2 separate regions of the Oryctolagus cuniculus genome follow, and region 1 is linked to region 2. The links are chromatin contacts, called in public Hi-C maps. All regions are on one chromosome and are shown on one strand. The core of a region is the stretch at or near the end of the contact, and the rest is flanking DNA. Distances in the headings are between cores, read along the strand shown. Region 1 holds the start of LRP6 (LDL receptor related protein 6). Region 2 overlaps LRP6 (LDL receptor related protein 6).

Region 1 (6,163 bases), core at 226-2,725, 96 kb before region 2:
GGCCTCGACCCCAGCATGTGTTTCCTGGGCGGGCAGTGTCTGAAGTCACTGACCCGGGTTGGGTTCAGGTCCCTGCCTGAGCGGCCTTGGGTAAGTCACCGGACCTCTCAGCTTACTTTCCTTCTGGGTGCAATGAAGACACTAAGCGTCAACACCTGCGCATCCCAGGATGTTTCGAGCCTCAAACCTGATCGTGCACGTGCCGGCACTAGGTGAACTCCAGTGTCTCTGGGGTGTGAGCAAGATCCCGGGAGTGACTGCATTTCCTGGCCCGGCTGCCTTCTGGGAAGGGTGGGTGACAGCTGCACAGAAGGCACCTGACTGTCGGGGTGTTGGGGGGATTTCAAGGGGTGTCTACGCCCCTGCTCCCCAACGGCTCTGTGCACTGGGAGAAGCCAGAGGCTGTGCAAAAGCCGAAGCGCTGGGGGATCTCTTCCTTCTGAGCCTCGACCATCAAAGCGTGCCAATCACACATTATTAAATGCAAACTCAGCTTTGTCCAACTGTCCCTTTTGCAGGCTTAGGTGCCCATGCACTCGTCTTGGAAATTTTACTCCTCCAGTTTACACATTTTTACGTCTTGCCGGCCTTCACTCGGGGAGCAGGTGTCTCTGGGAAGGCAGGAGGAAAACAAGAATTGCACTTCGGCCTTGGCATGTGAACCTACCTCAGCAGATCCACGTTTAAAGCTGGTGTGACCAGCGTTGGTTTTTATTTTCCTTAAAAAAAAAAAAAAGGTGTTCAAACTGATTTCCAACCCCGAAGACCGAGTGCATTACCCCGTGAGGGACTCCGCCGTGGCTCCTGGAGCGTGGACCCGCTCGCCGGCCCCCCGCACCTCGCAGGCCCCGCTGGCGGCCGCCGCACCCCGGGAGCTCCACCTGGCTCGTCCGGCGTCCGCCGCACAAAGACCGGGGCCGGGGGCGGCCCGGCCGAGCCGCAGAAAGTAGTCCCGACCACGCCGGCTCCAATGTTGTTCGACGTCGCCTCACGCCCTCCGCGGGGAGGGCCGAGGCGGCCAGCCCGGGAAAGAATCCCATCGGAATGCGCGGCCCGGCAGCCTTTCCTGGAGCCGCTCGCCTCTGCTCGCCCCACGCATCTCCCGGGGTCTCGCCGCGGAGGCCGAACGCGCGGTTTTCCTCTTCTTTGCCCAAGTGCGCGGGAAGCGGCGCCGCGGGAGGGGGGCTCGGCCGCGCGCAGGGAGACCTCCACGGCGACCCTTGGCGACGGCGGGCGGCCGTATCCCTGCGCCGCTGCGCGAGAGGAAGAGGCTGAATGAGGAGCTGCGCGGGGGAAGTGGGGCGCCGGGGGAGGAGGCGGCGGGATGGGAGCAGACGCTGGCGTCGCGCGAGCCCGGGGCAGAGCGGCGCGGTAGAGAGGGCGGCGGCGGCGGCGGCGCGCGCGGAGCCTTGACGTGCCTCTTTCTTTCTTCTTCTGTCTCGGGGAAGCCGGGGAGCATGATCGCGCAGCTCTGCCGCTGCGGCGGCCGCCCCGGCTCCTCGCCTCCCCCTCATCTGGTCGCCTCTCGCCGGTGAGAGGAGAGAACGCGAGCCGGGAAGATGGGGGCCGTGCTGAGGAGCCTCCTGGCCTGCAGTTTCTGCGTGCTCCTGAGAGGTGGGCAGAGCGCGCGCGGCGCGGGGCTGGGGGGGGGGGCGCCCTGGAAAGTTGGTGGGATTTGGGGGTGGGGGGAGGTGGCCTTGTTTTGTGTGTCTGGGGGGGAGGGGAGCGAGGGAGGAGGAGAGGGGAAGAGGAGCGCCGAGAGGCCTGGTCGTGGGGAAGGAGCGAGAGAAAGGGGCCCGGGCGCAGGGGCTGTGCGCTCCGCCCGGCCACGATCCAGACCCCAGCCCGGCCTTGCAGACCTCGGCGTGGACAAAGCTGCGCGTCCCTCCGGGCTGCCTGTCTCGGGGAAGCGCTGGCCGCCGGCTCTGGCGGAATGACTGAGTGTGCGCCTCCGGCCGCCGGGCGTCCTCAGGGGAAAGGGGCTTTGCTCCGAGTTCGGCTTAAAAAAACAAACAAAAACCAAAAACGTGGGGAGTCCGAGATGCGCCCTGGAAACCCCCACCTTCCCCCGATCTCTCAGGTGAACTTTCTAAGCCCTCTTGGCGATTTTTCCAGGCCTTGGTTGCTACTGATCATTTGGCTTCCGCTTGGGCTGGGACGATCCCGGGCGAGGGCACAGTTGGAAAAGTGACTCCGGGGTTATAGGGCAAGCGTGGCAGCGTAGGGATCACCCGAGCGGCGGCCCGTGCTCCGAGACCGACGTGGCTCTGGGAAGCCCTGGTATTTGCGGAGTTGGCAGCAGCGAGTGGGAAAGTTGTGCTTGCATGCGGAGGCCCCAGTCCTGGGACCTGGATGGTCATTTGCTGCGCACCCCCACCCCACCCCGGGGGTGGGGGTGGGGGTGGGGGATTACTTGGTACTTGGGTAAATAACACAGACTGGGTAATTTACTCCGGGAGTCGCTTCCATTCCGGGGTCCCGGGATGTGTTGCATTGCCCTGCAGTGCTGACACGCTGGCTGTGACTTCTCGTGTGTGAACTGGGTTTGGGCTGGTCCGCAAGTTTTGCACAGCTCTTCTCAAAACTTGTGGAGAGGAGTCCCGGGCTCTTCAGCAGCTCCCAGCGGAGGAATTTAAAGTCCAAAGTGTGGTAGTTGTGGTTTTGTTAAAATTCTGGCTCGTGGTCCTGGTCAGGTCTTCGCAGGTGTGAGGTCTCTGGAGGTTTTCTAGCTACTGATGTAACAGACAAGTTGTGTGAAGCCCTCCCAAACTTACCAGGTACAGCACATGACAGTAATCAACGATCTTGTGTTAGAAATGTGACAGATGCGTCGTTTCTGTGCGCATGTGTGGATGTATTTTTGGGTGACAGGAACTGACCTTTTTGATGTAGAAGGGATATTTTCTTTACTCTTCTGCACCACTATTAGGATTGCGTGTTACATTTATCCTTAACGATTAACACTTAATCCAGACGGTCCATTTCCACAGGTAAACCCCAGAGAATGTAATGCAATTTTATGTTATGTACTTGGGCGTTATAATCAGTATAGTATCTGTACTTTACTGTTACAGTCACTGTTGAAAGTTTCACAGCTGTAACTGTGAGAAACAATCGTATGTGTCATAGGGCTGTGCATATATATATATATTATTTGATAGATAGAGTTAGACAGTGAGAGAGAAAAAGTCTTCCTTCCTTGGTTCACCCCCCTCAAAAGGCCGCTACGCAGATCCGAAGCCAGGAGCCAGGCGCTTCCTCCTGGTCTCCCACGGGGTTCAGGGGCCTAAGCACTTGGGCCGTCCACCACTGCCTTTTCGGGCCACAGCAGAGAGCTGGACTAGAAGCGGAGCAGCCGGGACTAGAACCCAGCACCCATATGGGATGCTGGCGTCGCAGGTGGAGGATTAACCAAGTGAGCCTTGGCACCGGCCCCTGTGCACATATATTTTAAGACAGAAGGCTAATAGAATTAACCAAAGAATGCCAGATGGTTACAGGAGTCTTGGGGAAGTCTAAACCCATAACCTGGGGGTTCTTCTGGTTGCCCAGTTGTATTTCTTGGAGGGGAAGAGTGTGATGTAAATGCTACTAATTTATTTTAACACCAGGTTTGAGCCCAGAGTTGGATGTGTTCATTGGAGTTGAGAGAGGTTGCATTTGGAGAAATGTTTTGAAGTATTATATTGTGTAGCAAGACCTAGAAGAGGTGATAGTTTAAGAAGTGGAGCTCATTTTATGTTGTAGCATCATAATGGTATGAGGTGGTCTTTTCTGTTTACCAGCATTTAGCAGTGTGTGCTTGTTACTTGAACTAAAATTATGTTTGATGTGAAGTGGTCATAATTTAGATTGTCTTCCTTCCTTGATAATGTCATCTACAGATACAAAAATGATATTTAGTCAGCCTTGGACTCCAAGGAGAAAAGTGTGACTAGTTTGTTTCATCAAGGTCATTTTTCCTCACAGAAGAGTTGGAGCTTTACCATTGGGTATGTGATGGATTGTGTAAGAAAGAGCTTGGGAGACTTTTTGTTCTTGTAGCCCTGTTTTGTAAGTAGCTGAAATCCAGGGAATATTATTTCCCAGGCTGTGTCCTGTTCCTACCATTGGATGATGAGGTGATGAGGTGTAGTGGAAACATTTGGGGATATTTTTCAATACCAAAATCTTAGGTTAAAAGCCCAAACTTTACTACTTCATAGCAAACTTCTCTGAGCCCCAGATTCTTTACCTGTAAAATGTGGCTGATGATAGCTACCTGATGAATTTACAGGGTTTTCAGATATATTAAATGAAGTCATGAATAAAAAGTGCTTTGCAGATGTTTTATTTTGTTGTACTTTTTCATTGTGGCATATCCTCAAAGGCAGGGATTGAGGTTTCAAAATGTAATACGCACATTTCTTGAACACTCTAGTCTAACCGCTTTGGTGAGTAGAGAAACTCAGATTCAGAGACTATTTAACTTGATCAGGATCCTGTGGCTAATTATTGATAAGGCAGAGATGTATTCATTTTTGAAACAAATAGATATGGAAAACCTACCATATGTCAGTCTCTCGTATAGTGGTGAGCAAATCATACCTGATTCCTGCCCTAATGGATCCAACTCTTCTCTTGATTCTGTCAAGTACAAATTACAAAAAACTGATTTTGAAGAGGAAGTATTTGTGATGAATATATTAATTTTGGAGTACCATTAGTGTGTGTGATCTGTAAGTGCTATGTTTAGCTTTTTTTGAGGAGACTTGTTATATAAAAAGTGCCTGCTAATGACTTTTCTTGCTTTGTTTCTAAAGAGTTGGTACATAATGTTGGACCGAATCTCTAGTGTTTCTCATCTTACATTTCTATAGGAATGGTCATCGCAGAGTTGTTTTTTTTTTCCCCCCTTTGAAACCAGATATTATATAAAGCCTTGAGGAAGTAGAACAGATTTTGGGGTAGGAATCAGGATTATGGATCTAAACTTGCCGTTAGCTAGCTGTGTGACCTTGGGGTAATTACTTCATATCTGTACAGTTAAATGTCTTCATTAGAGTAACCAATCCTTCTTTCGGAGATTGATAATTCATATAATCACAGTAAGGGCACTGAAAAGGCCTGAGGTAAAGAAACCAGTTTAACCTTGTTCAACCCAGTATTTTCCAAGCTTGTTAATTAATAAATCCCTTGACTCTTCTGCTACACTTTCCTTCCAGAAAACACACTTGGAGAAAACCTGGGCTAGATGATCCTTTAAATTTAGACTGGCTTTTATGAGTTACTGATATCTGATCATTTCGTGTAGTTAGTTTTCTCCTTGTTTACTTATTGGGTCTTAGATTTACTCATTTAGGCAGAATAATTTGGTATGAAATGTTAACAGAGCGGCTACCAGTGATTTCCTGTGGTTCAATGTTTCAGAATTTTTATTTTTTTGCTTTAATTGAAGGCATTTCTACTTGTTGAACTGCCTTGCCCTTAAATATACTTCGGCTGTTAGAAAAGATGGTCTTTTTTGAGTATCAAAGGAAATTCTGTCACAGGGCATATAAATGGAAAACATTTTATCTGAATGTACACTTTTAGGGGCTGGTGTTGGACACAGTGGTTATGCGGCTTGGGAAACCTGTATCCCGTATCAGGGATGAGCTCTGTGTTTCAGTTCTGGCTCCACTCCTGATTCCAGCTTCTGGTTGATGCACACCCTGGGAGGCAACAGGTAGTGGCTCAAGTATTTGGGTTTCTGGCTCTTGGCTTTGGCTTGGCCCAGCCTTGGTGTTGGGTCATTTAGGAAGGGAACCAGGGCATTGGAGATTTTTGTCTTTCTGCCTCTCAGATAAAATCAGTAAATACAAATTTAAAGGAAGTCAGTTTTTTGTCTGAATGACTTGAGTGTACTGGAAACACAACACAGGTTATGGTGCTGTTTTTGCAGTAATGGCTCTGAGAAGACTCTCCTTCATCGTTGAAATTTTATTGAAAGTTTGTATTTGGTGAAGGTGATACAGCAGGGGACATGATAGCAGCAAGGTGTGGGCTTTGTTGTTAGACCAACTTCAAATCTGCAGCTTTATGTAGTGCTGGAAAGGTACTTAGTCTCCCCTCCTGTTAGATGGGGATAGTAACGTAGAGGACTTCAGTGCTGCTTGACCAGATAATGTTTGTGAAGGGGTAG
Region 2 (5,941 bases), core at 2,965-5,464:
GATCTTCTGGCTTTTTTGACAGTTTTTTTTTTAAAGATTTATTTATTTGAAAGACATAGAGAGGGAATGTGGAGGGGGGAATGTCTTCCATCTGCTGGCTCACTCCCCAAATGGCTACATCCACTGGGGCTGGGCTGGGCTCAAGCCAGGAGCCAGGAGTTTCATCTGGGTCTCCCACATGGTGGCAGGGTCCCCAAATACTTGGGTTTACCTCTACTGCTTTCCCATGCACACCAGCAGGGAGCGGGACCATATCCAGGACTTGAATTCGCTCTCATAGGAGATGCTGACATCACAGGTGGCGGCTTCACCCACTACTCCTTAATGCTGGCCCCTACACAGCTTTTTGTATCTCGAGTTTGTACCTTTTCATTCAGGTCTCCCATGTGGATGCAGGGCCCCAAGCATGTGGGCCATCTTCCGCTGCTGTCCCAGGCTGTAGCAGAGAGCTGGATTGGAAGTGAAGCAGCTGGGCGCCCACATGGGATGACGGCGCTTCAAGTGGCAGCTTTACCTGCTACTCCAACAGTGCCGGCCCTGCTCACGTTCACTGTTAATAACAACAGTAGATACCATACATTTGGGAAACTAAAGTTCTTTTCTAGTTTAAATTTACTAATACATAAAATATCAAGAACCTTCTTATCCTCGCCTTTTTGGGAGGAGAACCAGAAATAAAAGGTCAGTGAGTATGGAAGGGGGTGTGTATGTTCAGAAATTGAAGTAAGTGCCTGCAAAGTTCATGGAATCTGAAAGAAGTAGTGGGAAGGAAGGCTTGTCCTGGAGGGGAGATGATGGGGGTGAGCTTTATCTGAAAACTGCAGAAAATGACAGATACCAGCAGGAAATGGTGCTTGGGGGTTGCTAAAACATAATATTAAATCAAAACATCATGGGGGAGGGTATCGCAGTTTCTTTCTGTGGTCTCCACAGTGGAGTCGCAGTTTTTAGCTTCTCTTGTTGTGGCATAGTCGTGAAGAACTGGGCTTTGCTTTTCCTTACCATTTTCATTTTTATTTGCTTCGATCAACACCTCTTTGGAGTAACTAGTGTTTCCAATAGATGAAGTAGCAAGTAGCCCTGTTTGGTAATCTCAGCCAGGGAGAAGAAAAGTGAGGATTATATCAGGTATCTCCACTTTCAGGAACAAGTCAGCATCTGGACATGCCAGTAAATGACAAGTGATAGTCTTGTCAACACTGTTAATTACACAGTTTTCATTTAAAACATTTAATTTTGTCAAACATTCACAGAGTGTCTAATAAGTCCACCTTGTTTATGCATACAGCATTGTATAGGATCTTGGGAATATGAATAAGCTAGTGTTCCCACTCTCAAAAATATTATCAGTGATAGATTTGTTGGATAAATTAACAGTCATAATACAGTCCACTACCTGTTATGAGAGCCTAGAGGAAGAAAAATATCTTGACTTGCAGGGGAGAAGATGAAGGAGGCAATGAAAAATAAGTGTCATTTAAATTGAATATTAAGGAGGGGGCATTTGCCTCAGTGGTTGGGATGCCTGAATCATATCTAATTCTCTGGTTTGAGACCCAGCTACTCACTTCCAGTCCAGCTTCCTGCTAATGCACACCTTGGGAATCAGCAGATGACGACTCCAGTACTTTGATCCCTGCACCTATATGGGAGCTATGGATTGAGTGCCAGGCTTTATTTGGCACAACTCTGGCTATTGTGGCCATTTGGGAAGTGAACCAGTGGATGAAAGATCTCTGTGTATTCCTTTCTGTCTCTCTGCTTTTCAAATAAAATTAAAATAATTGAAATTTTAAATAATTAAAAAGAAATAGAATTTTTATTAATTTATCTAAATTATTATATAACATTTTATTAAATTATCAAAAATGAATTTAATTTTAGTATAGTATTTACTGATTTTAGTAAGCTGTTGACTTAAAAATTATTTAAAAGCTATCACATGAAATGCTCATCACAGAGTATACCCTGTATCAGAAATAATAAATTTTATAAATGTATACCCTGAAATTATGGGATCATTAATGAAATATTATGAAGTACCAAGCATAATATTAAATGAACTTTGCACATGTTGCTGTTTAATCTTTGTAGTAACACCATGAGGATAGATTATTGTCTTCTATTTACAGATGAGGGAAACAAAACTTGTAGAAATGATACCAGTAGTAAATGTGTGTTGGGGGGGCAGGATTTAAACTCAGCCTTCCCAAGTATTCAATATTCAAAAACGTTTTTGAGATTTTTTTAAAAAAATTATTTATTTATTTATTTGACAGAGTGATAGACAGTGAGAGAGAGAGACAGGGAGAAAGGTCTTCCATCCGGTGGTTGACCCCCCGAATGGCCGCCACAGCCGGAGCTATGCTGATCCGTAGCCAGGAGCCAGGTGCCTCTTCCTGGTCTCCCATGCGGATACAGGTGCCCAAGCTCTTGGGCCATCCTCCACTTCCCTCTCGGGCCTCAGCAGAGAGCTGGACTGGAAGAGGAGCAACCGGGACTAGAACCCAGTGCCCATATAGGATGCCGGTGCCACAGGTGGAGGATTAGCCTAGTGTGCCACAGCGCCGGCCCCTTTGAGATTTATGTTTTAATATTGCTCACCTAAAGATGAAATCCCCCTGGTTGCCATCCCAGGTTTTATTTCCTTCCCACTTTATCCCCAGCACAATTAGTCACAAATTTGGATTATTTCTGCATCATCTGTTTTTATACTTACATCTACAAGTATCCACTAAATACTTATAAAAAACAGCTCTGAGTCATAATTCTATGCTTTTAATCAGTATAAAATGAGTATAGCTTTTAGGAAGGAATTTTACTTTTCCCATATGTGTATTTTGCTTAGTTCATTAGAATAACCTTTAGCATTTATTTTAAGGACTTAAAAAGTTTATTTGTTTTTCTCCAAAGCCTTTCAAAGATCTGGTTATGTAATTTGCAGTTCTTCAGGATGGTAATGACATGCCAAGTAACTTAGTTTTTTCCTGTTCCGCATTTTTCGTTTGTGTGTGTTATCTTTATTAGCAGCCTCTCAGAACTCTTACCATAATGAATCTTGGAATATTTTAATGTGAAACATATCGACATATTAAATGTTAATATTATTCCTCTAAATAACATAGTCACTTTAGTAAGCATAATAAAACTATTCCTATAAAAAGTGGAAGAAAGCACTTCTGGAGTATGTATTGTGACAATTCTTTTTGGGAATTCAGAGGGAAAAGTAATAGGATAGGAGAGAATTAAGGAAAATGAGGGTAGAAACTTGTGGTGATCTGGGCTAGCAGAGTAGGTAGCAGATTCCAAAATGGAAAGTTTGTTTGGTAAACTAGTCATGCTTATTTTGTATTCATTTTCTAAAAAATCTGGCCTCGTTTAGTAGATGAGGATCAGTCCACGTACAATAACGAATGCTAATTCTGCTTAGATGAAAATTACTGTTCTTGAGTTTAATTTACTTGGGAGGAATATTAGAGATCATCAAGTAACCTGACCTACCTAAAAACTGAAACAGCTTCCTTAAGATATGTGTTTCTCTATTTCTCTTAAATAACTTCTCTTTTCCCTTCCCTTTCTCCCTGATTTTTCTTTCTTCCTCTTCTCCCTCTCTCCCCTCTAGGCTGGACCACTGGGATTATTTGTGAAAACATGAAAGCATTTTAAAAAATATTTTGACTCAAAACATGGTTTAATTGCTCGTTCTAGAGCATTTACTGATTATGTAGTTCTTTGTGACACTCTGCAAAGTTCTGGGCCCCAAATAATAATCAGGCTCTCTGCTTTCCTTTGTATGTAATACACACTGCTTCTGGAAATTTAAGTCTGCTTTGTTTCATGAACATATCCTGCCAGTGACAGGACTTCCTTTTGGCTGCCTGAATTGGGGAGTTTAAAAACAAGATAGCAAAAAATTAGCAGCAGGGCTGGAGCCTGCAGGGAGAGTTCTCCCTGAATGAATGCCTTTTTAGCCTCAGATGTGTGTTTTCATTCTTAGTTCTGAAAACTGGAAGACATAATGAAAGAAACAGGTTCAGGTTCTCTGTTTTTCCATGTCCAGAAGGGATAAACCTATTGCTGATTTATATCTACTTCCCAGTGCTGGTGGTAACCCCTGGGATTTTTCTTATTGGCCAGCTTTGTCTGTTGACATGAATTATGTGATGAGAGAGTAGATGTGAGTCTAGAGGTTGTAGTGGAGGGGTGAGAATGGGCGGCAGTGCTAACACTGGGGCTTTTTCTCCGAATCAGGTGGCTTGTAGTGAACTTCGGGCCTGCTGCCAAGTTAGAGACCATTCTGAAGGCTTTGTTGGAGTTTATGGAGGTCTTGAAAACATTTGAATTAGTCACGTGGCTTACTTTTTAATAAATGTATTTGAACTAAAGTATGTGTTACTAGGAATTTATATTTGTTAATGAATACTAAGCCTGTTTTAATGGATGGGATGATTTTATAGTAAAAGAAGAAAATTTAGAAGTAAGTTTTTCTCTTTTTGCAAATAGGCAGGCAGTAGTTAAAGGTTCTCTTCCACATCCTTTTGCCTTGACGTTATTTGAGGACACATTGTACTGGACTGACTGGAATACACACTCCATTTTGGCTTGCAACAAGTATACTGGCGAGGGTCTGCGTGAAATCCATTCTAACATCTTCTCTCCCATGGATATACATGCCTTCAGCCAACAGAGGCAGCCAAATGGTAAGTGATCTTGATTTTTGAATTGCAAGTTGGAACAGCTGTGTAGTGCTCTGGTGTCTGGCTTCAGTGAGGGTCAGGAGAAGGGAGTATGTATCCAAAGGTAGTGAGAGGGAATAGAAAAGAGTAAAAACATCAAGATATAATTTACGTTAGACACATAACCTAAACCATTCGCCGCCTGATGGCTGTCGCTGTAGACTACCTCAGCCCTTTCTGGGGGAAAGGAGTTATGGAGGTGGAGAAGAGAGAAATGCATTAATAATTGAGAGCTCATATGCTAAGCTTCTACAGTCGTATATTTTTATTTATATTATTTCTCTCAGTGTGTGTGTATGTTTATAAAACAAACATTTTTCTTGAATAGAAACCTCTTAGTCCAGCTGGTAAATTTAAATAACCTCAGTTGCTGAATAAAGCACCTGTTTAAACCTTAACATGCCTACCTCAACCACCTCTTTTTGTCTTAGTTTTGCTTCTGTTTTTGGTCAACTTTTATAATAACTTGGGCTGTGACTGCTGGCAACCACTTTTGGTAAGACAGGATTGGAATTAGGTTTAAAAGGAATATGAGAATGTTAAGTGCTTGGCACTTGTATGTAAATAAATGCCTGGCATGCATCTGAGTGTATTTCAGATTGTGTTCTGTAGCCAAGAATGAAGAGGCATTGCATTGTGTCTTGCTTTGTATTAGTTCTTTCCATTTAGGGGGAGAAAATCAAATATCAAATGTGTTACACTGGAGTCTGATGATCTTAGCCCATAAAAATGTTTTTATGTGTGTGTGTTACTCTTTTGGAAAAAAGAAAATGTTTTGTCCCTTTATGCTTTATGGTTCAATAAATTGCACTTAACTTTGATATTGCTCTTTTATGTTTCATATTCTGTTGGTCTCCATCGCTATGTTGATCTTTTTGAATGCATACGTTTTCATAGTTTCTACAGATATGTTAATTAGTTCTCTCTGCTGCTCCCTTTCTCTTTCAGTCAGTTCTGTCTATCCTTTCCACACGAATCGTTTCAGTGTTCTCTTTCCTTTCTTGGCTGTCAGTGCCTGCACCACAGCCTGTTGCCACTCTACACTCTTTCAGCTTCAGCTGCTGTTCACATGTCAGCAGGCGCCCTCCCTCACCTCCACTTGTGCTGTTTGCTGCATCATCCAATCCAGTGTGCCGCCCCCTGGCTTTCGGCCTGTGGCTCTACCGTGCTTTGCAGTTGTTACCCTTCAGGGCTCCTCCAAGGAA

The links. Hi-C and Micro-C count contacts between places; a contact is called where the count stands out from the background.
Region 1: a Hi-C map of an unstated tissue shows a contact between it and region 2, with 2.5 times the contacts expected there. The contact joins the promoter of LRP6 here to the enhancer-like site in region 2. A contact is called at or near these places in 2 of 6 Hi-C or Micro-C datasets (psoas muscle and an unstated tissue).

Annotation. Positions count from the first base shown.
Region 1 is chr9:109,920,361-109,926,523 of mOryCun1.1, reverse strand. It overlaps LRP6 (LDL receptor related protein 6), which reads left to right and starts at 1,475. Exons shown (of 23, transcript XM_002712655.5): 1 at 1,475-1,614. The coding sequence starts at 1,560.
Region 2 is chr9:109,827,549-109,833,489 of mOryCun1.1, reverse strand. It overlaps LRP6 (LDL receptor related protein 6), which reads left to right. Exons shown (of 23, transcript XM_002712655.5): 4 at 4,504-4,700. Among named protein-coding and RNA genes, the nearest start is that of LRP6, 95 kb to the left of the region's middle. Within about 2 kb of position 4,214, at least 3 of the 8 cell types and tissues checked have an H3K27ac peak or open chromatin away from gene starts, as enhancers often do.